Regions from separate parts of the Mus musculus genome. Here regions 1, 2 and 4 are each linked to region 3. A link is a contact called in public Hi-C, HiCAR-type and HiChIP or PLAC-seq data. All regions are on one chromosome and are shown on one strand. Each heading gives the region's core, a stretch centred on a gene start, on an enhancer-like site or on the middle of the called end of the contact. The rest is flanking DNA. Distances are from core to core; before and after follow the strand shown. Region 1 overlaps Grik3 (glutamate receptor, ionotropic, kainate 3). Region 2 has its middle 55 kb from the start of Gm40249. Region 3 holds the start of 2610028E06Rik (RIKEN cDNA 2610028E06 gene). Region 4 has its middle 110 kb from the start of Gm40249.

Region 1 (5,610 bases), core at 2,585-5,084, 220 kb before region 3:
GAGTGCAGAGGCAATGCCTGGCTCTGGCTTCTAGTTCCACCCAGACTCAAACCATCTCCTGTACTAGGGCTGGCCCTGTCAGCACCTAAGGTTCCTATCCGAGTGTGCATGTGAAACTTGAGCGCAACTGCATGAATGTTATGTGCACGTGTGTGCAGGTACACCGCAGGCGGTCTTCCTAAGGCCCCATCCACCTCGTTTGGAGACAGCCTGGAACTTGTCAACTAGGCTAGGCTGGGATCAGTGAGCCCCACGGATCCACCTATTTGATTCCTTAGCATTGGATTATAAGCCTGAATTCTTTTTTAATGTGGGCTCTGGGCATCAAACTTCAGTCCTTGTGCTTACAAGACAAGCACTTTACCAATTGAGCCACCTCCCTGAGTCTCTTCCTCATCCATTTTGCATCCTTTATTTTCTGTAACTGTTCTGTACTATAAAGATTACCTCCTCTTTCTAAGTGGGAGAACTAGGCTTTAAGGAGAGTTGAGGAGCCTTGAGGAATAACGATGCCAGCCACATAGAGAGCCGTAGGGTCAGACTTCTGTGTTCATTTACAGCCCTTCCTTTGCTGGGTTTAATGATAGCCAGGTGCAGTAGCATCCTTAAAGGCCCCATTTTACAGACATGGAAAGTGAGGCTCAGAGATGTGGTTGACACAAAGAGCTGGCATTTGAAGATAAGCTAGTGTGACACTGGGGGGTCCATGCAGTAGAGGTGACCCCTCTGTGATCTCCCATCCCCACCTGGCGTCCTCATCTCTAAGGTCTCCTCTGAAAGAAAAGCTACAGCCCCTCTTGGGACTTTCAATAGCAGAGACAGGACACTCAGAGAGGTGCCCACAGAAATAAACCAGAGAAGTGATTAACTGCTCCAGGACATAGTTCTGATGGGGCCAAAGACTCCCCATCCTGGGATAGGCAAGCTAATTAATCTAGGAGAAAGTCTCTTCTTCAGAATGGAAATATCCAAAGTCTTGCATGGCATCACACTGCGGCTGCCTCTCTACATACATTCCCTGAGATTTAGTTGCGTTCAAAGCTGATAGATACGTGTTTATATATGCATATATAGCCCCATATACATTCTCTTGTACAGAAATGTTAAATTCTCAAGATTAAGTGTCTTCAGTTGGGGAAAAATCAATTCACTTCTTTGAGGAGGCTGAAATGGTAGCGGCGTGAGCCTGGAACTTCCTTTCTTGCCAATTTTTCCTGTTAAAAAAAAAAGAAGCATCGTCCTCCTGGCAGATCGCCCTGTGCTGGCTGCTCCAAACGATTCCATTAATTGATTTAGGTGACTGGCTCTGCAGTCATCCTTATTAAGGCTCCCACCAGAGCCAGGACAGACAGATGAGTCCGGAGCCATTGGTATGTGGGACTCCACTCCCCAAGGAGGTGACAGCAATGGTGAGGGGGCCCACGGAGATGAGGGGGGACTTTGCTTCTTTCTGTGTCAGGGGGTTCAGGGTTGTGTTCCAGAATCACTGAACTGTTTGAGGAGACTGTGGGCGGGGTTTTGACAATGGGGCCCAAGGTCTAGGTCAAGAACAGTAAGGGACATCCAAGGAAAGCAGGTTGCAGATCTCCTGTGACAGACAAAAAGCCAAAAACAAGACAAAACATAAAGAAGGCTGTGAGTTTGGAACCCTGCAACTGGAAGGTGGAATTCTTGAAATGTATGTCACAGCAGGATTCTTCCTAGTGTCATCTCCTCTCTTAACTGACCCATGCTCTCCGCTCTCCTGTGCCCTTCCTCGTTCCTTCATCTGCTAGTATCTTCCTCAAAACCTATCTGCCTCAGTACATTCTCCAGGCTCAACTGAACTCCCTGCGTCAGACTAAGATCTAATCAAGCATGTCTGTTGGCATCCTCAGGGGCTGCGGATAGGAGGAAAGGGAGGGTAGAGGGCCGAGTTGAGACAGACCGGTGTTCTGACCACACTCTCAGGCACAGGAGTAGGGCAGGCTCACAGAAAGGATTACTGACTATTTTTGCCAAGACTAGATGACTTTATATAGTTTCATGGGACAGTAAATGGAGATGCTGGGAGCGAGGGGGAAGTGGATGGGCAGCTATGGTTAGACAGGGAAGAAGATGGATAGATGGGCGTGCGGAAAAGGAACAGCTGGATAGAGGTTACAGGTTAGACGAAGAGTCAGGGAGTCAGCTGAATATCTAGTATGTAGACAGTGTGGGGAGGGAAAGCGAGCAGATGGTCCATAGGAGGAGGAAGGGGATGGATATATGCATGAGCGGGTTAGTGGGGTGGATAGACCAATGGACTGACAGGTGGCTGGACTGATGGCTACGCGCAGGTGTGGTGGGCACATGAGATGATTGGATGCATGTGTGCGTGCATGGATTAACAGCAGATGAACTAACAGGTAGATGCCTTAGGAGGGAAAAGAGTCTTGATGCCTCATCCAACCCTGGTTCCCACCTCCGTAGAAAACAACTTGGGGAGCAGGAGGAAGGAGTGGGAAAGCAGCTGAGGGACCGGAGTCTTTGAAGGGAGAAAAGCAGTTAGGTGGGAACAGCCAGAATGCACGCAGGTCTGAGGAGCAGTGTGTCTGGCCAAGTGGAGACGGTTGGACTTGGATAATTTGATTACAGGAATCGCTGGAGTTTGTGTTTATCTGTACACGCAGCTCTTGTGGAACACGGGTGTGAGAGGGTATTAGTTATCTATTGCTTAGCAAATTACCCCAAAGTTCTTAAAACAACATCTGTCACTTGGCAGCTTGGTGGTCAGGAGTCAGTGGAGTTTCAGAGCCCTCTGGCCTGAGGCTCTTCACAGGCTGTGATCCAGCCATCAGCCAAGACTGTGGTCATGAGAGCATGCTCAGTTCCCCTCAGGTCGCTGGACTGAGTAAGAGAAGTACTGTGTACTGAGATTTGACAAAATGCTGTCCTCTGTCACTTGCATGGGGAGCTCTTCTTAAGCAATTCGGTGTGACAGTACTGTCACCAGCACCTGAGAGAAGACTTGAGGAACACACAAGGGAGAGGGAGACAAAGTCTTGTCACTCAGAGGTGCTATTCCACCCCTGCCAGAGAGTGATTCAAAAGCAGGCCCAAAGGTCCAGCCCACCCTCAGGAGGAGGAGGAGCCAGAACAAGGATGTGGCCGCAGGGAGACAGGAGTCACTAGAAATTGGGTAGTGCTAAGGATAGGAGCTTGCCAAGCAGGAAGAGGGGCCAAAGGAGCTGGCGGAGGAGAATCTGCATATCAGAAATTATCTGGAAAATGAGAAACATCTGGAGCATCCGAAAAACCAGGGATGAGAACCATCTCTGAGGGAAGAGGTGTTGGCGGGGGAGCACTTGGGGAGGAGCTGAGGTAGAAAGAGAGCTGGAAGGTGGCTGGCTACAAAGTTGGGCAGAAGGCAGGTGGCTGTGGGGGTAGGGCCGCTGAGAGCAGCAATGGCTGCCTACAAAAGTGGTTGGGTGAAGCCTAGAGAGCCAGGGCCATCAGAACCCTTTGTGCACCGGCTTTGAGGCACGTGAGTTTGCAGGCAGGGAACAACAGCTCTGTGAAAGGTTCCACGCCCTGAAAGTACTCAGTGACTCCATGCTGCTCTGATATTCATTCCTGTGCTGTGCTCCGTCCCTGGACCGTGCTGTGGACATCGGCCACCAGTTTCAGAGGGCCTATCCCATGCCAGAGCCCAGAAGCACCCAGAGAGAAGAAAATACATGTTCCTCTCGGGCTTCCTGCCCGCCTCTGGCAGCCATGGCCTGATTCCCTGCCCTTCCCCCAGGCCTGTGCCAGCCTGTGGGAGGGCACCCATCTTGTCACGTGTATCAGAGCTGGGCTGGGTGCCAATCATACAGGCTGACATCACAGAAAGCCACTTCCAGAGTAGGAAACAGCCGATACAATAGGGGCTCTCAGAGCCACCTCTTCCCCCAGGACTAAGGCAGGGCTGGTCTCTGTTGGGACCAGGCAGCTGGCATACATCAAGTTCCCAGGGTGGCTCATGCACACATAACACAACCGGGGCAGGCACAGCAGCCCACCCAACAGGCTGCCACCCCACCTATGGTCTCAGGCATGAAGCCGGCACAGGGACCTGCAGTCCACTACTCCCAGGAGCCTCACCCTTTTCTCTGCTTGCAGTTCCCACTGGGCCTCTCTCAGGACTGAGAACAGACCAGAACCATACTCAACTCCTCTCCTGACATAGAGTGCACAAAAGGGGGGCACAGCTTTGGAGTGAAGTGGGGAGACAAAGTCCACCGAGCTTTACCTTCACTTGTGCCCCCTAGTGGTTACTCGGATACAATGCAGCTGTGTGGGTAGGCACTTGGATTGTCTCCAAAGAGTCTGGATTTGAAGCCTGCCTCTACCATTTCATCTCTGGATAGCCTTGGGTGAATTGCTTAACAGTGTTTCAGCTTCCCCGTCTGCAAAACGGGCTGATAACACGTACTTCCTGTGATTTCGGCGAGTGAGTTCCTACAGCTAAGGCCCTTAGAACAAGACCTCTGCTTGTTAATTCCCTAACAGGTTTTGGAGAAAACTGATTTTGAGGAAGTCAGTCAGAGACAGGAGACTTTAGCTAGGTCGGCAGAGCATCTGCCTCTCATGTACATGAAACCCTGTTCAACCCCAAGCATCATATAACCCGGATGTGGTGACCCACCTGGGTTATATAATCCCAGCACTTGGAAGGCAGAGGCAGGGGTCAGAAGTCTAAAGTCATCCTCAGCTACCTAACGAGTTTGAGGCCAGCCTGGGCTAGCCTCAAACCTCTCTCAGAGTTTAATTAATTAGTTCCAAAGACTGTGCTATGGCAAAAATCCAGGGCTACCAGGGAGTGGGCCAGATTTTGGACCTCAGCGAACTGTGCCCAGCAACACCTCATGTCTTGGGCCTCGGTTTCTATACCCGTGCAGTGGCAGTGTTCCCTAACCCTACAGATTATACCCAGAGTTGGATATATGCAGAGTTGGAGCCATGCTGAGTGACTGAAGGGAGTGGAGCATGGGGGGGGAGGGGGGTTCTGTTTGCTTTGGTTTAAATATTCACATCCCTTTGCCACCCAGAAATCCAAGATCTCCACCTTTGAGAAGATGTGGGCCTTCATGAGCAGCAAGCCCTCGGCTCTGGTGAAGAACAACGAGGAGGGCATCCAGCGGACGCTCACAGCTGACTACGCCCTGCTCATGGAGTCCACTACCATAGAGTACATCACACAGAGGAACTGCAACCTCACCCAGATCGGTGGCCTCATCGACTCCAAGGGCTATGGCATCGGCACACCCATGGGTGAGCGAGCGGGGCACGGGGAGAGGGGTGCAGTGCAGACACGGGATCTTGAGTTCTTCCACCCTCCTCTTTGCACACAGTCCCCAGAGTCATTTCACGGAACCTGGGAAGGTGATGTTTCCTCAGGGGAGCAGAGGGATGGAGACACAATCCTGGCTTGGTCATCCCTGGCCTGTGAGGGCGGAGACAGCCTCTCCTTGCCCTCTCCTGGTTGATGCACCCACACACAGGGCCTCCCGGGGCCACAGGTTCTATGCCCAGTGAGTAAGGCCTCCCCACGAGATACCTTACCTGGACTTGAACAGGGTCCTTATTGAGAGAAATCCCTGTTGGAGG
Region 2 (5,451 bases), core at 828-3,327, 140 kb before region 3:
CCCCTTCTCTGAAACTCTGGGATGACAGGCATGTGTGCTGCCAGGCTTGTTTAGAGAGCAGATTGGCCCCTCCTCCCCCACAGCTGCCATTCACCTGCCGGCCATTCTTCCCTTGCTGGTTGCTTCATCTTCTCTGCCACAAAAGTAGGGACACCACATCTCTGACTGTTTGGATGTGGCTTCCCTTGTTGGTTGGTCTGTCCTTCCAAGGCTCCTTCCAGCTCTACTCTGTCCAGCTGAGCTTCTCACCCTCTGGGGTCTCCCTCCAGTGGGCATAGGGGCACCTTCATCCTCTCTGTCCTTCTTGAATCTTTCCTTCCCATAATGTGCCGCTGGGATGACCACCCAGGACTGAAGCGGAGCCCCAGCTATAGTCCCTGTTTGCCCAGTGTGGGCAGAGCTCTGCTTCCCATTGAGCCCAGTTTCCCCATCAGTCAAAAAAGACCGAGCTAACATGCCTCCAACCCATCACATCCTGGGCCAAAAGAGAGCAATGCCTTTCCAGAAGCCAGCCAGGTTAGAAGATCATATTGTTTCCCTGGTCAACCACAGCCTCTTGGCCTTTATTCTAACTCTCTTTCCCATCGGCTGTCCCCAGGTAACCTCCTCACCTAGACTAATGGTGACCATATACACATTTAACAAAGACAAAGATGGGCCACGACGTGACTGCAGTACAGAGGAGCAGGGTTGCAAGGTGGGGCCGGGAGACAGAGGTTCTTCATCCATATGTGCTATCTTACTGTTTGGCCCACTGAAAGAGCCCCAAGGCCCTGCTACCCTTCTGCCACCTGCAACCAGTGCCCCACATTAAAGATTTCCCCTTGCCTAGTCGGATCCTAACTGACACAACCATCTGACACTCCAATCCCTCTTAGAAAAGAGAGTGTCTTTGTATAGGGAAATACCTTGATAAGGCCCTGGGAGGGAGATAACATCCCTAGGGCTTGATTTGATCAGAGACAAGGAAGCGGGAGACTGCTAAACTGTTCTGCTGGGGGCAAGAGGAAACAGAAGGCGGCGAATAGAGAGAGCAGAGGGGGAAATAAGAAAACAAAGCCCTGGGAAGAGGCGTGGAGGGCGGACAGGGATATCTGAGGGGCTCTGGGGAATGGGCTTTTGCATGTGGCTTTCCGCGATATATAAATCCCATCCTTTGAAAATACAGCTACCCGCAGAGATTTTGTATGCCCAGCCAAGCTTTGTTTTAGGGGTGAGGCCATTTGTGTGTGTGTGTGTGTGAAGTGTAAAGAAAAGAATTGAAGTCCACATCTGGGCTGACTGGGGGTGGGGGTCAAGCCCACAGGGGGTAAGAAGATGTGCAAATGGAGTTAACTCAATGCAAACAGAAGCTGGGCTCCAAATGACAAAGATACAAAAATGACCATGATTGACATTCTGCCCCAGCAGGAAGCAGCTCATTCAACTCAGACACCAGCCCTACCACTGGGGACTATAGTAGCCCACCTGCTGTGAGCATGGACAAGAGAGGCAGAACCGTTCTGTGGCAGAGCTGAGACTTGAACCCAGGCCCTTCGACTCCAGTCTGTGCCTAATCCTGACAGGTGCAAGCCCTCCCAGGAACCAGTGGGAACCTTCGGGAAATTTTTCTATGTCCCTTGACCTGCTCCTTCAGGGAAAGGAGAGGCCTGGCTATTTCTGGGTTCATCTATTTTTCCATCAGTCTCTGACTAGCTCTGAGTTCCCCGGGGAAGGGATCTTGTTTTATTCTTCTGTGACCCCCAGATCTACCCACAGAGTCTGCATAAAGTATGAAGCAGCCCTGAGTTCGAGTTTATGGAGTGAAAAGGCAGAGGAGAGGGCAGAAGGGCAAGACCCACCAGGAAACCAAAAATGTTTTCTGGGGCAGGCAGGGGCTGAAAGGAGATGAGGAGACATTTGTTGACTCTGTCACCTCCCTTGTCCTTCCCCCGGTGCTAATCCTAGTGCCTCTGCCACCTCCCAGGCAGGCGTGAAGCTGTGGATCTTTCCTAATTGAGAAGGCAAACATCTTCTGTCTAGTCAAGGCTGCAACATCAAGGCGGGTTTGTGCAGGCGGAGTGCGTGAGCTGGCAGCTCACCACACGCTCCCTATCCCTGGCTGCTTTTCTTACTGCTGTCGCAGCGTTTAACTCTCCCTGTGTTTCGGAATGTAAATGCCACCTTCTTTGAAGGTTCCCCAAAAGAGAATGCTGCTGTCTCAACAGAGGTGGCTTTTGTGGGAGGTACAGGGGGGACGAGGGGTCTCTACTGTGGAGAAGCATTCATCCCCCTCCCCCCACTCCTCTCTCCCGGGTCTGTTCCCACATTCTTGATTTCATTTTCATGTGATAGAAATTGAGATGTACAACCCTTGTCTCAGCTAACACAGGCGCCAGTCAACTGGAAAGCTCTTTGTTCTCTGGAGTGGGAGGGCCACAGTGGGGAGACAGGCTCTTGGGAAGTGTCTCTGGGGGACTCTAGGGACATGAGTCTCTTCTTGATCATCCTGACTCTCCAGCCCATGCACACTCACATGTACACATGATACCCACACAGCACACACTCACTGTCACACACTAGCATATACATGTAATGTGTCTGTTTCCCCACTGATGAAAAAAAACTAGATGTCCAGATGTGCTCAGGTTCGGCTACTTCTGGTGGATGGATGGAACAGAGGGTGGTCTCCCTGGAGCAGAGCACTCCCTGAGGTATGACTGAGATCTGACAACTAGGTTAGAACTGGGACAACACTATAAGCTGTGTCAGGGCTCTAGATGGTGGCATCCTGGCCCAGAGCCCTCATATTCATATGCAGAAAGGCTAGTGCTATAGCTGGTAGAGCACCTGACTGCCCCACCAAGAGAATAAAAAGCCATATATGCCAGTGTCATCATAGCACTTGGGAGACTAAGGAAGTAAAATTGTGAGTTCAAGGCCAGCCTGGGTAGGATAGTGAGCCTTTGTCTCAAAAAACACAAGCAGAGAAGCAAGACAAATTCAAGAGATGCAGGTGAGTCTCACAGACTAGATGGAGAGACAGGAGAGTTGACGGGATTAAGGAGGGGTCTTAGTTCTTTGTCTTTGGAGACTGTTAAAGGGAGGCATCCTCTGACTCAGAACATACCATAGGGGAGATGATAAACCTGAAGGGCGTGGTAAGTTTGAAAGGCATCCTGGGAGAGATGCCCAGTGGACAGCAGAGCAGGTGGGTATTCAGGAGAGAGGCCTAAGCTGGGGAGAGTCAAGGGCAGCACAGGTAGAAATTGTGATCACTTTATGGACAGAAAGAAAAAGCAGCAATGCTGAAGAGACTTGTCTAAAGAAAAGCGTTGGAAGAGCTGGCAGCACAGTGGGTAGAGATGCAGGAGACTGGGCTGCCTTCAAACCCAAAAGCTGGGCAGAGGGCATGGTAGGTAGAGACTCAGGGGACTGAGCAGTCTTTGAAGCCAAAGGCTGGGCAGAGGGCATGGTGGGTAGAGATGCAGGAAACCGGGCTGCCTTCAAACCCAAAGGCTGGGGCAGACAGATGGCTCAGCAGTTATGAGCCCTGGCTGCTCTTCCAGAGGACCTTGGTTCAATTCCCAGCATCCACATGGTGCAACTCCAGTTCCAGGGGATCCAATGGTCTCTGATAACACGTGGACCCCAGGCCTATGTGTGGTGTATGGATACACATGAAGGTAAAATACCTATAGCTGTAAAACTTTAAAATGAAATAAAGTAATGGAACGCAATTAATATTTTAAGAAAAGAAATCAAAGGCAAAGATTTGTCCAAAGATCCCCAGTCCAAGGACAACTAGAGGTCAGCATGAGAGAATGCAAGGGCCATCAGGAATGTTTCTTAGGATCCAGGAAGGTCCAGAAAGAGCAGGTCAACTACCTAGGTGCAGAGACAAGGTCCTGTGGACTGTGAGTAAAAATGGTTGAAATTTGGCTTCGAGACAAAGGCACTGCTTCCTTCATGTCATTTTGCCATGAAAATATCCATGGGAGTTTTCTTGCCTATAGGGACGACGGTGGGAAGAGAAAGGGGGGGGGGATCTATGAGAGGATGGTCCTCATGAAGAAGGTGGCAGGGGTGGAAGGTGGGACCTGGAGAGGGTGATCAACTGAAAAACCGCTGCTCACCTGAAGAAGGACAGAAGGCTTGAGGAGACCGGAGTGGCGAACATGGTGGCCCATGCCAGATGAGCTGTTGGACTATAACCCACACCACTTTAGGACTCTTTCTCTGAGTTGTGTTGGTGGCTGTGTTGACAGCTTAGCCAGTGAAGTGTCTGCCACACAGGCGTGAGCACCTGAGCTCAGATTCCCAATACCCAACCAAGTTAAAAGCCAAGTACAGCATTGTGTGCCCAAAACCCAATGCTAGGGAGACAGAGATAGGGCACCCCTAGGGCTTGCTTGACTGGTCAGTGTAGCCAGCAAGCTGCAGATTCAGTAGGAAACCCTGTCTCAAAAGATCAGCTGCTGAAGGCATATCCACCATCCATATAGATTCATACCTGAACACCTGTGCCCACGCATAGGTAAACACACAATAAATAAACAAATACATAAGTGACATCAGCTCCATGCCTCCACTGCTGCCTCCCCCCCCCCCCCCCCGGTATACAGAGTATACAGAGGCCTGCCCCACTCTAGACCACTTCCTGCTAAACTTAATTACTGAATGACCATCCGAGATTTAGAACACCTGCCAGCCATTCTGTCCGTGCCTATCCTACCATTTTCTGATGGAGGGCCTGAGAAGTCAGGACTTTTGTTCAAAGTCACAAAGCTGGTGGAAGAGCAACCTCTCTGTGGTCTAGAGATCTGTCCCATCTGTCCCAGTCTGCCACCCCTGCCCTGTCCCTGAGTGCGGACAGCAGCACTTCAGCTACATAACTAAGTGTAGATGTGTCTTCTGTTCTCATCCACATGTTTCCCTGCCCCTGACCACCATCTGGGACCTGAGAGTGTGCACGGGAGTGCCATGTTGCCCAAACCTCTCCTCCCTCTGCCTCCAGAGGACACTCAAAGAACCCACCACTCAGCTGCATGTCCCTTCTAGCCAAGGAGCAGGCTGCCCCCAGCTCATCAGCTCTCCCTTCACGGAAGCCTTACAATAGAAGCAACTGTCCCTGTACTACATGGAGCCTCAGAGAGGTGAAGCGACTTCCTCCTGGTCACACAGCCAGAAGTGTTCAGGCCAGATTAAGATCCAAGCTTCCCAACTCCCAATCTAATGTCATTTCCCTCTCCTGTTGGTTGTCCTCTGGAAGCCAGATTTTACACATCCTAGTGTGGTGGCAATCTAGGGACAAGCACTAACATGCAGATACAAGATCTTCATGTGGGACCTTACCTCCTTTGGGTGGGTGGGGGGGGCCTTTTTAAATGTCTCTTAGGAAAACCCTAGCTGAAAGCTCTGGAAACATCAGGAGAGGTGTCGTCCTCAATGCTCTCTGAGCCAAAGCTAAGC
Region 3 (6,129 bases), core at 2,084-4,583:
CCTAGCAGGCAAGCAGCAGGTCAGGAAGAGATCCTGTCCCAAAAGAACAAGTGATATTCCCAAGGAATGACACCTGAGGTTGTCCTCTGGCTTCCACACACATGCATGTGCACCCACACACGCCTACATATACATACACACAAAAGAAGTAGGTCCTAATGGAGAATTATGCCATTGATGGGGGAGGAGCCACACTCTTGGAAGAAGTTAAGGTAGATCTTAGGGAACCCAGTCAGTTACTATGTGTGACGTTCTACAGCAGTAAGAATGGCCCTTCCCAGTGACCTGGCGTCCTATTTTTCCACAGGGTCACTCCTCTGATTCCACCATGTTGTGATTCACCCGAGGTGTCCTTCACCAGAGCCAGTATAATGCTGTTTGGAATTTCCATCTCTAAAACCTCTTATCTTTATAAAATGTGCAGTCTTGGGCATTTTGTTATAGCTGATACTACACTCATCCCTATTGAGTCTGTCCTCACATGCTTCCTAACCTTTCCCTCTCTTGGCCTCCAGGCTGCAGAGGGGCTGGCAGCTAATGAATCTTGTATTAATCGGTGTTCCCATCCTTGGCTGCTACCACAGGCAGGCCCTGAAAGCTCAGTGGTTTGAAGGTGTTTTGTTTTGTTTTGTTTTGTTTTTTTCTTGTGCTCATACAGCCCTCCATGAGAATATAGGTAACCTACTGCTGCCGTAACAAATGATCACAGACTTAACACAGTCTAAAATAATACCTATTTATTATCTCAGGTAAGAAGTCCAGGCTGAGGCTTGGCCGGATCTTCTACTGAGAGCATAGCTAGAATCGAAATGAGAAGAGTCATGTCCACCGTCCTTCAGGCTGTCGCCAAATTATAGGGCTGAAGCCCTCGTGTCCTTGCCACTTACTTGTTGGTCATAGCCATCTTTGAAGGCCAGCCCTATTCCCTGGTCCACGGCCTCTTCCATATTCAAAGTCAGCCATGGAGCATCACTGAGTCACTCACCCTCTTCAAACCTCTCTGGCTTCCTCTTCTGCCAGCGCTTGCTCCTGAATAATGTAGTCTCTCTAAGATCATCTGATTAATAAATAGTTGTCCCTGCTAAGCCCTCTGATCCTGCTGTTCTTTAGGAAAGGGACAGAGAGAACACTGCCCTCTGTTCAACCTGATTTTTTTTTTCAATCTAACTACCTCAAAGCAACAAGCACTGGCCCTCCATAGCTACTGTCCACGACCCGGTTAACTAGAAATCTTTCCAGCTGTCACCAAACCCGCTCATGTAATTACAATCCACGCAATTAATCCATCCACTGAAAACAGGAAACTGAGTCACAGATCATATGTCAGTGAGCACAGTTTGAGCAGCTTTGAGTTAGAAGCCAGGAATGAAGACGTATAACACATGTTCCGGAAAGAGCTGCCGAGACGACTGGAGGATCAACGGCCCGGGACTGGGTGCTAAGGTTCCTGGGCAGCTGTGACTGGGGAATGGCGAGAGAAACACAGTTCACAGGAGGCAACACAGGTGGTGGTTACACTCGCAAATGGAAACTAAATCAGCCAGAGAGGGAAGCAGTGAGCGTATCAGGCCAGACTTACAGGTGAGACTCAGACCGCAAAAACGTTCCTTTTACCCCCTAAATCAACGGACTATTTTTAAATCCTTTCCACACACCCACTGAAGGTGCTCGAAAGAAAATCGGAGTTGTTGCTAGGGGGAGACTCTGTACAGTCCCACCTGGACACAGGACTAGAAAAATTTAAAGAACAAAAGCACAGAAAGGGTTCACTCTGGGCAGGGGAAACAGACATAGCCTGTACTTAAGGGGAGAGTCCAAGATTGCGCTGGGAGAATAGCTTGCAAAAAGACGGTCTATGGAGAGTATGTGTCTATAGAAATAAGCATTGTGGCTAGAGCAAATAAACTGGAGAAGACAGAAATCCAATACAAGGATGTATCCACTGGCTAGCCATCACTGTGCGAACAGAGGCCTGGCCATGCCACGGAGAAGGAAAATGTCCTTGTCAACTAGGGACCAGAAAGGAAGACAGTTTACCCAGTGGTGCCTGAGTTCTTCAACAAAGGATCACCGGCAGGATGAGTGTCACCACCTGGCTCATACCCAGCAGTGTCTGAGCCCCTCAATAAAGGATGCCCACAGGGTGAGTGTTGCCCACTTCAGTGGTGTGCTGGAAAACAGATGCGACAGTGAGTAGTCATCTATAGCACTTGCCAAAGGCCCTGGTGTGAATATTCTTACCCAAGTTGATTTCAAGCTATCCAGCTGAGGATGTGGCTCAGTGGCAGAGCACTTGCCTAGCGTGCTTAAAGGAAGAGATCCTGTTCCGTCCCTCTACTCCTGTCCCCTTGGGTGGTAAAGAAGCAGGGCAATGCTGGGTGTGACCATTGCACAAAAAATGCCTTCCAACCTGCGCTCCTGCTGCGCTGAAATTGCTTGGGAGGATGGGACGCAGCAGCCAGAGCGAGGGAAGCGGAACGAGATTTCTATGGATCCTCTATTATCTGCCCTCCGCAATGCAGGCAGGCCCTGTGGTAGTCGCAGAACTAAGAAGGTGCCCCCTGCTGTCCAAGGGATGGATGTGAAAGGCTAGAGTTAAACAGGAGCCCCAGTGGTAGGGATTCTCCAAGGTCAGAGGCAGCGGGGTCTCTGAAGGCACCAGGCAGGCCCACAGAGGACAGAGACTCGCGTAAGAGAGGGAGAATTCACACAGGCTAGAGGGTTCTTTCTGGTAACTGAGTCTTCCAACTTTGCAAAGTTCTAGGAGGTAAGGTTTTCATCGCCGCTCCAGGCAAGACCCTACCTTTTGTATGGTTCACAGCCTCGAAAAAACAGCGCCACCCGCTGGTGATCATGTGCTCAAGCACGGGGCCTCCGGAAAGCATTTTATATCCAAGACCTAGAGAGGAATTGTGGATGGCTGAGCACACACAGCCCCTTCCCTGCTGAAGCATGAAGAAGCATTCCATTCACAAGAGGAAAATGAGGCCAAGAAAGCTTTTCTTACCTGAAAGAACACGAAATCCATGCCCGGGATGGCAGAGTTCCCTCAGCTCGAGATTCCAGTTCGCTGCCCACAGCCAGGGCCAGACCCAATCGGTGGTGGAGTGGACTAGGCAGGGAAAAGTCGGGTGGGTTTCGTGGGGACAAGCTGTAGGTGGGCTCTGAGAGTCTCTGATCTTCACCTTCTCATCCTGAGTTCCTCACACAGGGCTATGGCTTCAGTAGGCCCCCCTAAGCAGCAGTCTCCCTGGAATCTGCAGCTGCATGCTGTCTTCAGGGGCGGGGCTGGGCGGGAAGGGGATGAATACCAGGACCCAGAGATGATGCGTCTGGCGTGGCCTGGTTCCCTCTCCGCTCCTCTGCGCCTTAATTAAGTGCTTTCATTTCCCTCCTTCCCAGCACAGAGGCCCAGCTGAGATAAGGCATTGATCCCCTCCCAAAGGAGGAGGGAGGCCTGCCGAGCTCTTTGTGGGACAAAGACTGATGGCTTATTAGCAAGGCCTTAATTGTGTGGCCTGAAACTTGAGGAAGTTAGAAGATACATCTGAACTAGGGAGTGCCTCTGAAGTGAACCGTTTCTTCCCTGCATCCCACCGTACACCCCCACCTCAGCCCAGCCTAGTGGAGATCAGCCCACCCTAGCCCTGACCTCAGGGAAGCAAAGGCTCAGAGTGTTGATTGCAAAGGATGGGGAAGATGTCTCGCACGGCCAAATGATGCTCCAGTTTGCCAGATGCAGACAAGGACAAGGTCCAGGGACCCAAATGTAGACACCAGCTCTGCTACTATCTAGCTGAAAGACTCTAATAAAGCCTAGCCCTCTGAGGGCCTCAGTTTCCCTTTCTGTACAATGAGAAAGTTTACTTCTAGCCATAGTATACAAATATATGTGTTGAAACTGTGTGGCGGGGAGGAATAAAAGGTAAAGTCAAGTGCCATCCAATTCCTCAAGGCCCATTTTCTTCTTCCCTGTGTGTTAGAATTCACAGAAACGCAGTGGCAACTGGAGCATCCCGGATCAACTGCTCCATCATTCCAGCTGCCCAGTAGGTGTGATTAGAGTCATGGGGCTATCAGGAGTTAAGACAGTCCCCTATAGCAGCAAGTCCCCAGCCCTGGTAATCATTCATCATTCTTTCTTAAAAGATAACTTCTTGTAGATAGATAGATAGATAGATAGATAGATAGACAGACAGATAGACAGACAGACAGACCATAGAAACCAGTAGCTGCTATAATCTCCTTGAGGAGAAAGCGCTGCAGCCAACACAGCATCCCATCCATGTGAACGGAAAATCTGAGCATCCCATGCAGCCCTGCCCTTCACACCCAGCAGCCCTCCCAGCCAGTGCGTATCCTTGGCAACCAGCCAGGGCCCAGGGTTTCACATCGACATTTGTTGAATAAAAAATGAACGTAGGAAGTTAAGGAGCAGTGCATAGGGAACACTGGAGCCTCAAGCCTCATCCGTCACCTGCAAGCCTCTCACCTCACTGGGTCTTCCAACACAACACAAAGGGTCACAATGCCGTTGTCTCTGTCCTAGGGCTGAGGACACTGTTTTCAGGAAGGAGTAAATCGGTTGTCCTCCCGTGGACACAGACAGCTAGAGGCTGAGAACCCCGAGCCTTTTCCTCATAATGCAGAGGGAAGGGTCACCCTCGTAGGCTGGCTCTCACTGCAACCCAGGACAAACATGAAGCAGACTCGGCTGGAGTGAGGCACACCCAAAAGCATAGTTCTCCAGCTCAGAGTCTGACCTTTGCCTAACTGCCCCTCCTGAAAGTAAAGGGTAGGTTCCCCTTCCCTTCTTACTTGATGCTCACAGTAGAAAGATGGCCAACAATCCAGGACCCCAAATATCTAGCAGATTAAAAAAAAAAAGTTAAAAAAAAAAAAAAAAGCCGGGCAGTGGTGGTGCACACCTTTAATCCCAGCACTCGGGAGGCAGAGGCAGGCGGATTTCTGAGTTTGAGGCCAGCCTGGTCTACAGAGTGAGTTCCAGGACAGCCAGGGCTACACAGAGAAACCCTGTCTCAAAAAAACAAACAAACAAAAACAACAACAACAACAACAACAATCTAGCAGATTTAGAAACATACAGAATCCAGATTTGTGAATTTTCCTTCCATTGAGTCCCGGGGCTCCTTAAAGGCATTTCAAATGTCTACGTAACCATGAGAAACCTTGACTAAGCTCCTGCCTCTGTCACTCTTGCTGGCCTTACTTGTTTTGTCTGTTATGTATTTTGAGTTGAGATGTAAGTTAAGATGTTCCTAAAAGATTGTATAGCTTTGTAGTATCACGGTGTCTTAATTAGAGCTTCCATTGCTGTGAAGAGACTCCATGACCATAGCAATTCTTATAAAAGAAAACATTTCATTAAGGCTGGTTTGCAGTTCAGAGGTTTAGTCCAGTCTCAGCATGGTGGGACATGGTGCTGGAGAGGAGCTGAGAGGTCTACATCTGGATCCATAGGCAGCAGGAAGAGAGACACCCTGGGCCTGGCCTGAGCTTCTGAAATCTCAAAGTCCACCACTAATAACAGCCTCCAACAAGGCTACTGTCTAAAAGTTTATGTGGCTCAGTTTCATTCAAACCACATGGAAAAGTGTGGAAGAATAAGCCAGGAAGCCTGGTCCCAGCCCATCTTTACCTATGAACTTGGGCACATTCTGTGCTCGGCCTGAGCCTCCGTCTGACACAAGACGGGCAAGGCAGCCTATGGGTAAGAGGGAAGGATGATGGGTAAGAGGGGAGGATGATGGGTAAGAGGGGAGGATGATGACTTTCCAGGGAGGGTCCCTAGCCTGGCTTTCCACTGGGCTGGGGAACATGGAATAGAGGAAAGACCGGAAAGGAAGGAAGCCCCCTGCCCAGCCGTCTTCTGGCAGCCTCCATCACTGTTCAAGCCTGGGGCCATTTTCTTCATTGCTTCACTCTGGAAATATTGATACTGGCTTGCCAAACAGAGAAAACAATCCTTCTCTCCTTGTGGCAGGAGGAGGACAAGGAAAATGAGCTTGCTCATTAGCGAGGCGGCCCAGAGATGTCCTCGCCGCTGCCCTGTTTTTTTCCAGGACAGCTGAGGGACTCGAGAAAAAAACACAGATGAGCAAGATCCAT
Region 4 (6,167 bases), core at 2,950-5,449, 190 kb before region 3:
CGATAGATAGATAGATAGATAGATAGATAGATAGATAGATAGATAGACAGACAGACAGAAAGATGGAAGGAGGAATGGGAGGAGATCTCTTCCCCAGGGACATCTATGTGCCTTAGAGGGAAACATACCACTGCAGTTCAGACATAGGCCCTCCACATACAGTGCCTTTAACTACTGGTGAATTGTTCAGGTCAGTGCAGTACGTAGGTGGGAGCCATTAGGGTCAAAGAGCCCATTCTCTGCTCCCAGGGATGGTAATGGCAGACTTTTCCCAGGGCTAGTATACGGTTTGTAAGGGGTTAGGAGGCTCTGGGACCCTCTAAAAACTTGAGATATCAGAGTCCATCACACAGCCATACTGGCCTGGGGGGTACGGTGGGGGTGGGGCAGACGGGAGGCAAACAGGAAGTAAACATCAGGAGCCCAAGGTGAGCGCAGCAGGTTGGGATTTGGAAGCAAACCGCAAGAGACAAGTGGAGCTGAGTTTGCGGGGTACCATGTCAATACTCAAGGGATGAGAGGTCATAGGTGAACCTCTAGAGGTGAAGGTTAAAATGAAAGCTTCAATACCTGTCCCGCCCACCCCCAAACGAGGTCTACTACTGCAGGTCAGAGTCAGGCTAGAGCTTGACAAGGGGCTGGGCCTGGCTCAGGAGTGTGACAGCTTCTCTCACTGCTGTAATGAGTTACCACAGAGTCACTGACTTTAAGACAATTCCCCCACATATTTGATCGGATAGTGAATAATGAATCCAGGACCTTGTGTGTGCTGAGTACATGTGCGTGTGTGGGGGGGGAGTATTTCCCAGTCCTATTTTGCTTTTTAAAAAGTATTGGCATTATTAATATTATTAATATTTTTCAGGCAGGCCTTGAAAATCCTACCTAAACCTTTCCAGGAGCTGGGACTATCAGGCTCCACAAAACCATGCAAGTTTTAATGTCTTAGGGGTGTCATTTCTTTAAGTTGGGACGCACATACACAGCCACTCACATTGCATCTTACAGATCTGGAAGCCAAAGTCCCAAGTCAGCTTCACAGTGCTAAAGTCTAGTGGTTGGGTATTCTCTGTGTCTATTTCTGTCTATCTCTCTCCACCCCTCCTAGTCCCTCCCTCCCTCCCTCCCCTCCCTTCTCTACCCCTAACTCCAACCTTAACTCCACCCCTTTCCAGCCTGCCCCTTCCCTCTTCTTAGGTGGGGATGACCTGGCCCAGTCTCTGCAGCTCTGGGCATCAGGCAGGCTGAACTGCTTGGCTTTGAACCAGGCCTGCCATCAGAAAAAAAATAATAAATTGCAAGAGACATTTCCTACCACCTGTTATTCATAAATTCCAGACAAATTTACTGAGTGTTGAGCTCTAGGGTAGAAGGACCCAACAGCAAGACAGACTGAGCGGGTCTTGCAGGTGGCTCCCAGACCCCCTCCGGGTTACAGGAGCAGGCACACACTAACCCGTGGGAGTCCATCACTTACTGTCCCAGAATTTTCAAGCCAGCTGTTGAACCCGGCCATGATTAAAAATCCAATTACATTAACTTACAGTTAAATAAATTGTATCAGAAACAAAGGTAAGAAAGAAGCTCAGATCCAGGACAATGTCTTAATTGTGATGCCGTACTGTCCCGTTACCTCTGCCCTTGAGGTTGTGTGCTTCTGTGTGTGCGTGCAGGCTGGAATAAACGTGTCACCTGCGCAGCTCAGCATCTCTTCCCGGCTCTATGCTCGGTGGTGTCACTGTCACCACTTGATACTTTAAAATCCGCAAGTGTTTATTGCCTAGAACCTGGCACACGCTACACATCAGCCTTTGCTTGGTGAGCCAGTTACTAAACATTTACAGCACGCTACCACCTGTTCCCGGTGCAGAGCCCGGCCCATCTTAGCCCACCCTCCTTAGAGCTGTGAGGCTGAAGGGAGCAGGAAGCTTCAGTCCTGGGTTCTTACTCCTCCCTAGCTGGTCTCTGGATGAGTGTTCAGTCCGCCATCTCCCTGCGGGGGGTGGGGGTGGGGGGGGAACACGTTGCTCCATTTCACCTCCCTCAAGTAAGAGCCACGGAAACAGCTGTTCCCCCCAAGGCTTGCAGGCCTTGATTCTGATTACAGACACAGCTGGACCACAGCTCCCAGGCCACCGTGTAACTAACTTTCACTTTACTCACATTCTCAGGAAAATTGATGATTTTCTGCCTTTTTATTACACTTGGTGATAATTTAAAAGGCGGGTTAGTGCACCCATAAAACCGACTTTGCAACAAGCTTGTGGCGGTAGAAAAATACATTTGGTCAAGAACTATTGTTTGCAGTCATAAAACAGAGGCCAGGGGCTCCCTCCCACTCCCAGTCCCCCTGCCCACCGTGTTTCTGAGAAGTGGGGCAGGCATTAGATGTCTTCCCTCTGTCTGTATGTATCTCAGGAGACCGAGCATAGTGATACGAACCCATTCCTAAAGATACATTGCCTATGGACCATGGTGGCTGGGAAAATCCTCAGAGTCCTGGGGCCTAAGGATCAGGTCACTCCACAGAAGGCCTCCAAGGGCAAAGCTGGCTTCCAAAAGGGAGTTTATAGCTGGCTAATCAAAGCTTAATTACAGCAGCTCAGCGGGCTCCAGCAGGCCACAGTGGTTTTGCTCAAGAAACTTTTTACAAGCTTAAGCAGAAGCAGCAAATTAGCAGGAAAGAGAGGAGAACCATCCTGCCCTCCTTCACCTACTTCCCAGGGCTGGAGAGCTGCAGTTACCCTGCAGAACAAGGCTCTAGGCAGATGGTGCAGTGGGGGAGAGGAGGGGTGAAGGGCAGCGAGGGGTGGTTCCCTCTAGTTAGTGGACTGCCCTGTAAGACCTGTTCCTGTCCCCCTGGCTGGGGGACCAAAAGTAGCCTGATACCTTCTTCCCATCGTCTCTTGCAGTGACCACTGGTCAAGGTCACCACACTCCATGTAGCTGGGAGTCTGTGCCATTCTTAAACATCCCAGCACACCCCTGAATTCTGGGCTCTTCTGAGCTTCTGATGAGCAATTCCCTACCTCTCCCCAGCACACTGCAGAATTCCAGTCCGTCTGTGTGAAGCCGGGCTCCCAGCGCCACTCCTCCGGAGGCGCTCCAGGATTCCCCTCCACACCATGCACCTGAAAGTTCTGAAATGCGCTTCCTTTCTGCCTCCCACACTTCTGAGAGAAGCTACTTTGTAACCATTTGGAACCACGCAAGTCTAGGTTTGAGTCCTATCACTGACCACTAACTAAAATGTGCTGTCCTAAGCAGGTGGTTTAGCCCTTCTGACCCACCGTGTCTCTGTGTGGAAAATGGGAATAAGTAAGTGGCTTGGAGGAATTCCGTCAGATGACCTGTGAGCGCGTAAATGCCACGCCTGCACGCTGTGGCATTCAGTAATTGATGGCTATTGTGCTCAGCTCTAAGACAAAGAAAAGATGAGGCTGAGGTCAGAGCTTAGTGCAAGAGCTTCAGTTGCCATCTCAGCACCAAAAAAGAGAGGAAGAGCCCAAGGAGAAAGGTGGGGATGGCGGGGAGATGCCCCTCCATTGGTAAAGTGTACCAACTTGAGGATCTGAGTTCCGATCCCCAAACCTCCATCCTCTCATGTAAAAAGCCAAGAGTTTTGGTACATGGCTGCATTCCACTGGGGAGACTCAGACAGTCGGTCGGATCTCTGGACCTCACTGGCCAGCTAGCCTAGCTGAACTGCAGAGTCCCAGGACTTAGTGAGAGATCCTATCTCAAAAAACAAAGCGGATGGTTGACGACACCCAAGGTTGACCTCTGGCTTCCACACGCACCTGTATACACACACACACACACACACACACACACACACACACACACAAAGCAGTAGAAGAGAGAGAGGTAAAAACATTTAAAATCCACAGAGATCTCAGTTGCACCTTAAAAAGAAGATCCAGGATTCTAGAAGCACCTTAGAAGAGCTCCCTGCCTTGTGTCCTCAAGAGTCACAAACAAAATTCTCTAGCCTGAGTCTCCAGACTGAGGAGAGAGTCTCTCAAAAGGGTGTGGGTGGGATCCGGCTTGGAAAAGAGCGGCTGAAATCTGGGAACAGGAACAAAAGAAGGCAGGTCCCGGTAGGTAATGAATTCCTAGGCCCCAGGGCAGGGGCCTCCTGCTGAGGATGACTGGGATTGGCAGAATACAACTCCCAGGGGTCCAGGCAGGGGGAGGGGTGTAGAGAACTGCTTCCAATCGCCCATTCAAGTGGGCCTCTGCTGATCGTCATTTCATTGGTGAGTTACAGACTGAATGCAGCTCTGTGCTGTCGCGGTCCACGGAGATGTTCCCTTTCAACTTTATGAACTTCGCTGACAATGAATAAAAGCGCTCTGGCATGACAGGCGCCTGCATTATTCTGCGCGATTCCTGGTTCCTAATGTCATCAATTACAATAATCAGATCACCGTAACACAGGGCTGGAGCGGGGAGACCACAGAGGGGCAGACGTGCGCGACCGCGGCTGTTTGGAACCGCTCACTCGTGTCTCCGAAACGCTGTAGATGGCTGGGAAATGTGATTGCCCTTAAGTTTCAAATTACCTGCAATCATTAAAATAATCTAGTTCATATTCATAAAGCCGTGATTATATTTCACATACGCAGTAAACACTTTATGAGGAAAAACCCACAAATCTGCAACGAAATAAAGAGGCGCGATCTGGCGGTGTCAAAATGGTAAGCTGCGTTGGCGTGAAATCTGCTACAAACACGGAGCTGGGAGTTGAGTGCTCTCGGTGGAGCACATTCCGGGCCACGGTGGTGGGTGGTAGGGTGGGCTTTTGAATGCAGAGCAAGCAGAACATGGAGAGGAAGGAGGAAGGGGAGGCAGCCATAGGAAGGACTCCTTGTGTTTTCCTCAGCCTGTGCCTCGGTGAGATGACCATTTAGTCCAAGTGACATCAGCAGGCGCAGGTCACCAACTACCATATGGCATTGTGAGATTCACGTGGTCTACAAACTGAAAATTTGTTGTACTTGCTTGGGTAGGAAAACTTGATGGCCGAGGCTCAGAGAAGTTAAGTGAGTGTCCTAAAATTGCACAGTGAGCAAACAAACCAGACTCAACCCCAAGAATGGGATTCCCAAGTGCACCCCATACTTGATGAAGTGCCTGGTCTGAGAGGTCGTGTGACAGTGAATGGCATACAGGCCAGGTGTCCTGCTAGCTGGGACCTTGCTGCCTAACCTCATCCAGAGTATAAGGCTTTTGTGTTTTGGGTTTTGTTGTTGCTGCTGGGGTCTTTTCTTTTCTTTTCTTTTTTCTTTTCTTTTTCCACCTGTCACCTAGGACCTGGTGATAGAGACTGACTGTTGTCAGAACTGACTGAATGTCTGACACTTGATGGGAAGCCAAACATTTTGCAAAAATCACTCACTTAAAAACATGAACAATATATATATATATATATATATATATATATATATATATATATATATTGCAATGAAACACCTTTTAACACCAAGGATTCTACGTGCATGAGATGTCTGTGTGTGTGTCTGTGTCTGTGTCTGTGTGTGCATATAAATGGGTACATGTGCACATGCATGTAGAGGCCCGAAGCCGACTCTGGATGCTTTCCTTGATCACTTTCCACCTTATTTTCCGAGGCAGGAAAGCAGAACTTACTCACTGGCTGGGCTGCCTGGCCAGGGAACTTCAGGGATCCTCCTGTCTCTGCTACCCCAGCACTGGGGTATAGACCCCAGTACTGCCATGCCCAACTTTTATGTGGGTTTGAGAATCAAACTCAGGTAGGGCCTCAAGAATGCACAGCGAGCATTTTACTGAGTTGTCTTCTCTGCACCCCCTAACACCAACACTTCGTAAAAGAACACAATAGAATTAGTTAATTAATTAATCAAAACATCTTTCCCTTCCAAATAGAACCACATCAAAGTAGGTGAAAATTTCCACCTTAGCACAGAGGTAAATATAATCCAGGAATAAGAGACTCCTGTCTTTAGAATGAGCCCCACTGAAGCCAAAATCCTCCCCCTGAAAAATACACCCCAAAAGGAAGAAGAGAAAATGGCGGAAACCTCTCTAGCAGGCAGATGGAGCCCAGAGGGTTGGGACCTGAGCTGAGCCTACCCAGTGCTTTCTCCAAGCCCACCTCCCCTTCCCAAGTGGATTTGAAGGTG

Evidence for each region. A called contact is a pair of places that touch in the nucleus more often than the background predicts. HiCAR-type assays count read pairs that join an accessible place to other places. HiChIP or PLAC-seq counts read pairs in DNA pulled down with a chosen protein or histone mark.
Region 1: an H3K27ac HiChIP or PLAC-seq map of oligodendrocyte precursor cells shows a contact between it and region 3, with 4 times the contacts expected there. The contact joins the enhancer-like site here to the promoter of 2610028E06Rik in region 3. A contact is called at or near these places in 2 of 484 Hi-C or Micro-C datasets (cerebral cortex and nephron progenitors), 6 of 115 datasets of contacts at active chromatin or transcription factors (SST interneurons, embryonic basal ganglia, embryonic hindbrain and 3 more) and 1 of 9 other capture datasets (embryonic stem cells).
Region 2: a contact with region 3 is called in a Hi-C map of cerebral cortex, with 1.9 times the contacts expected there. The contact joins the enhancer-like site here to the promoter of 2610028E06Rik in region 3. A contact is called at or near these places in 2 of 484 Hi-C or Micro-C datasets (cerebral cortex and nephron progenitors), 1 of 115 datasets of contacts at active chromatin or transcription factors (stem cell-derived anterior neural progenitor cells) and 1 of 9 other capture datasets (embryonic stem cells).
Region 4: a contact with region 3 is called in a HiCAR-type map of embryonic stem cells, with 2.1 times the contacts expected there. The contact joins the enhancer-like site here to the promoter of 2610028E06Rik in region 3. A contact is called at or near these places in 4 of 484 Hi-C or Micro-C datasets (cerebral cortex, embryonic stem cells, forebrain neurons and 1 more), 12 of 115 datasets of contacts at active chromatin or transcription factors (SST interneurons, differentiating embryonic stem cells, embryonic basal ganglia and 6 more) and 1 of 9 other capture datasets (embryonic stem cells).

Annotation. Positions count from the first base shown.
Region 1 is chr4:125,699,282-125,704,891 of GRCm38.p6, forward strand. It overlaps Grik3 (glutamate receptor, ionotropic, kainate 3), which reads left to right. Exons shown (of 16, transcript NM_001081097.3): 14 at 5,052-5,274. Among named protein-coding and RNA genes, the nearest start is that of Gm40249, 130 kb to the right of the region's middle. Within about 2 kb of position 3,835, at least 80 of the 459 cell types and tissues checked have an H3K27ac peak or open chromatin away from gene starts, as enhancers often do. A contact at or near this core is called in SST interneurons, cerebral cortex, embryonic basal ganglia and 3 more, where this site is marked.
Region 2 is chr4:125,778,999-125,784,449 of GRCm38.p6, forward strand. No RefSeq gene overlaps it. Among named protein-coding and RNA genes, the nearest start is that of Gm40249, 55 kb to the right of the region's middle. Within about 2 kb of position 2,078, at least 32 of the 459 cell types and tissues checked have an H3K27ac peak or open chromatin away from gene starts, as enhancers often do. A contact at or near this core is called in cerebral cortex, where this site is marked.
Region 3 is chr4:125,919,070-125,925,198 of GRCm38.p6, forward strand. It overlaps 2610028E06Rik (RIKEN cDNA 2610028E06 gene), which reads right to left and starts at 3,334. Exons shown (of 6, transcript NR_015560.2): 1 at 3,008-3,334; 2 at 2,804-2,899.
Region 4 is chr4:125,725,287-125,731,453 of GRCm38.p6, forward strand. No RefSeq gene overlaps it. Among named protein-coding and RNA genes, the nearest start is that of Gm40249, 110 kb to the right of the region's middle. Within about 2 kb of position 4,200, at least 33 of the 459 cell types and tissues checked have an H3K27ac peak or open chromatin away from gene starts, as enhancers often do. A contact at or near this core is called in embryonic stem cells, where this site is marked.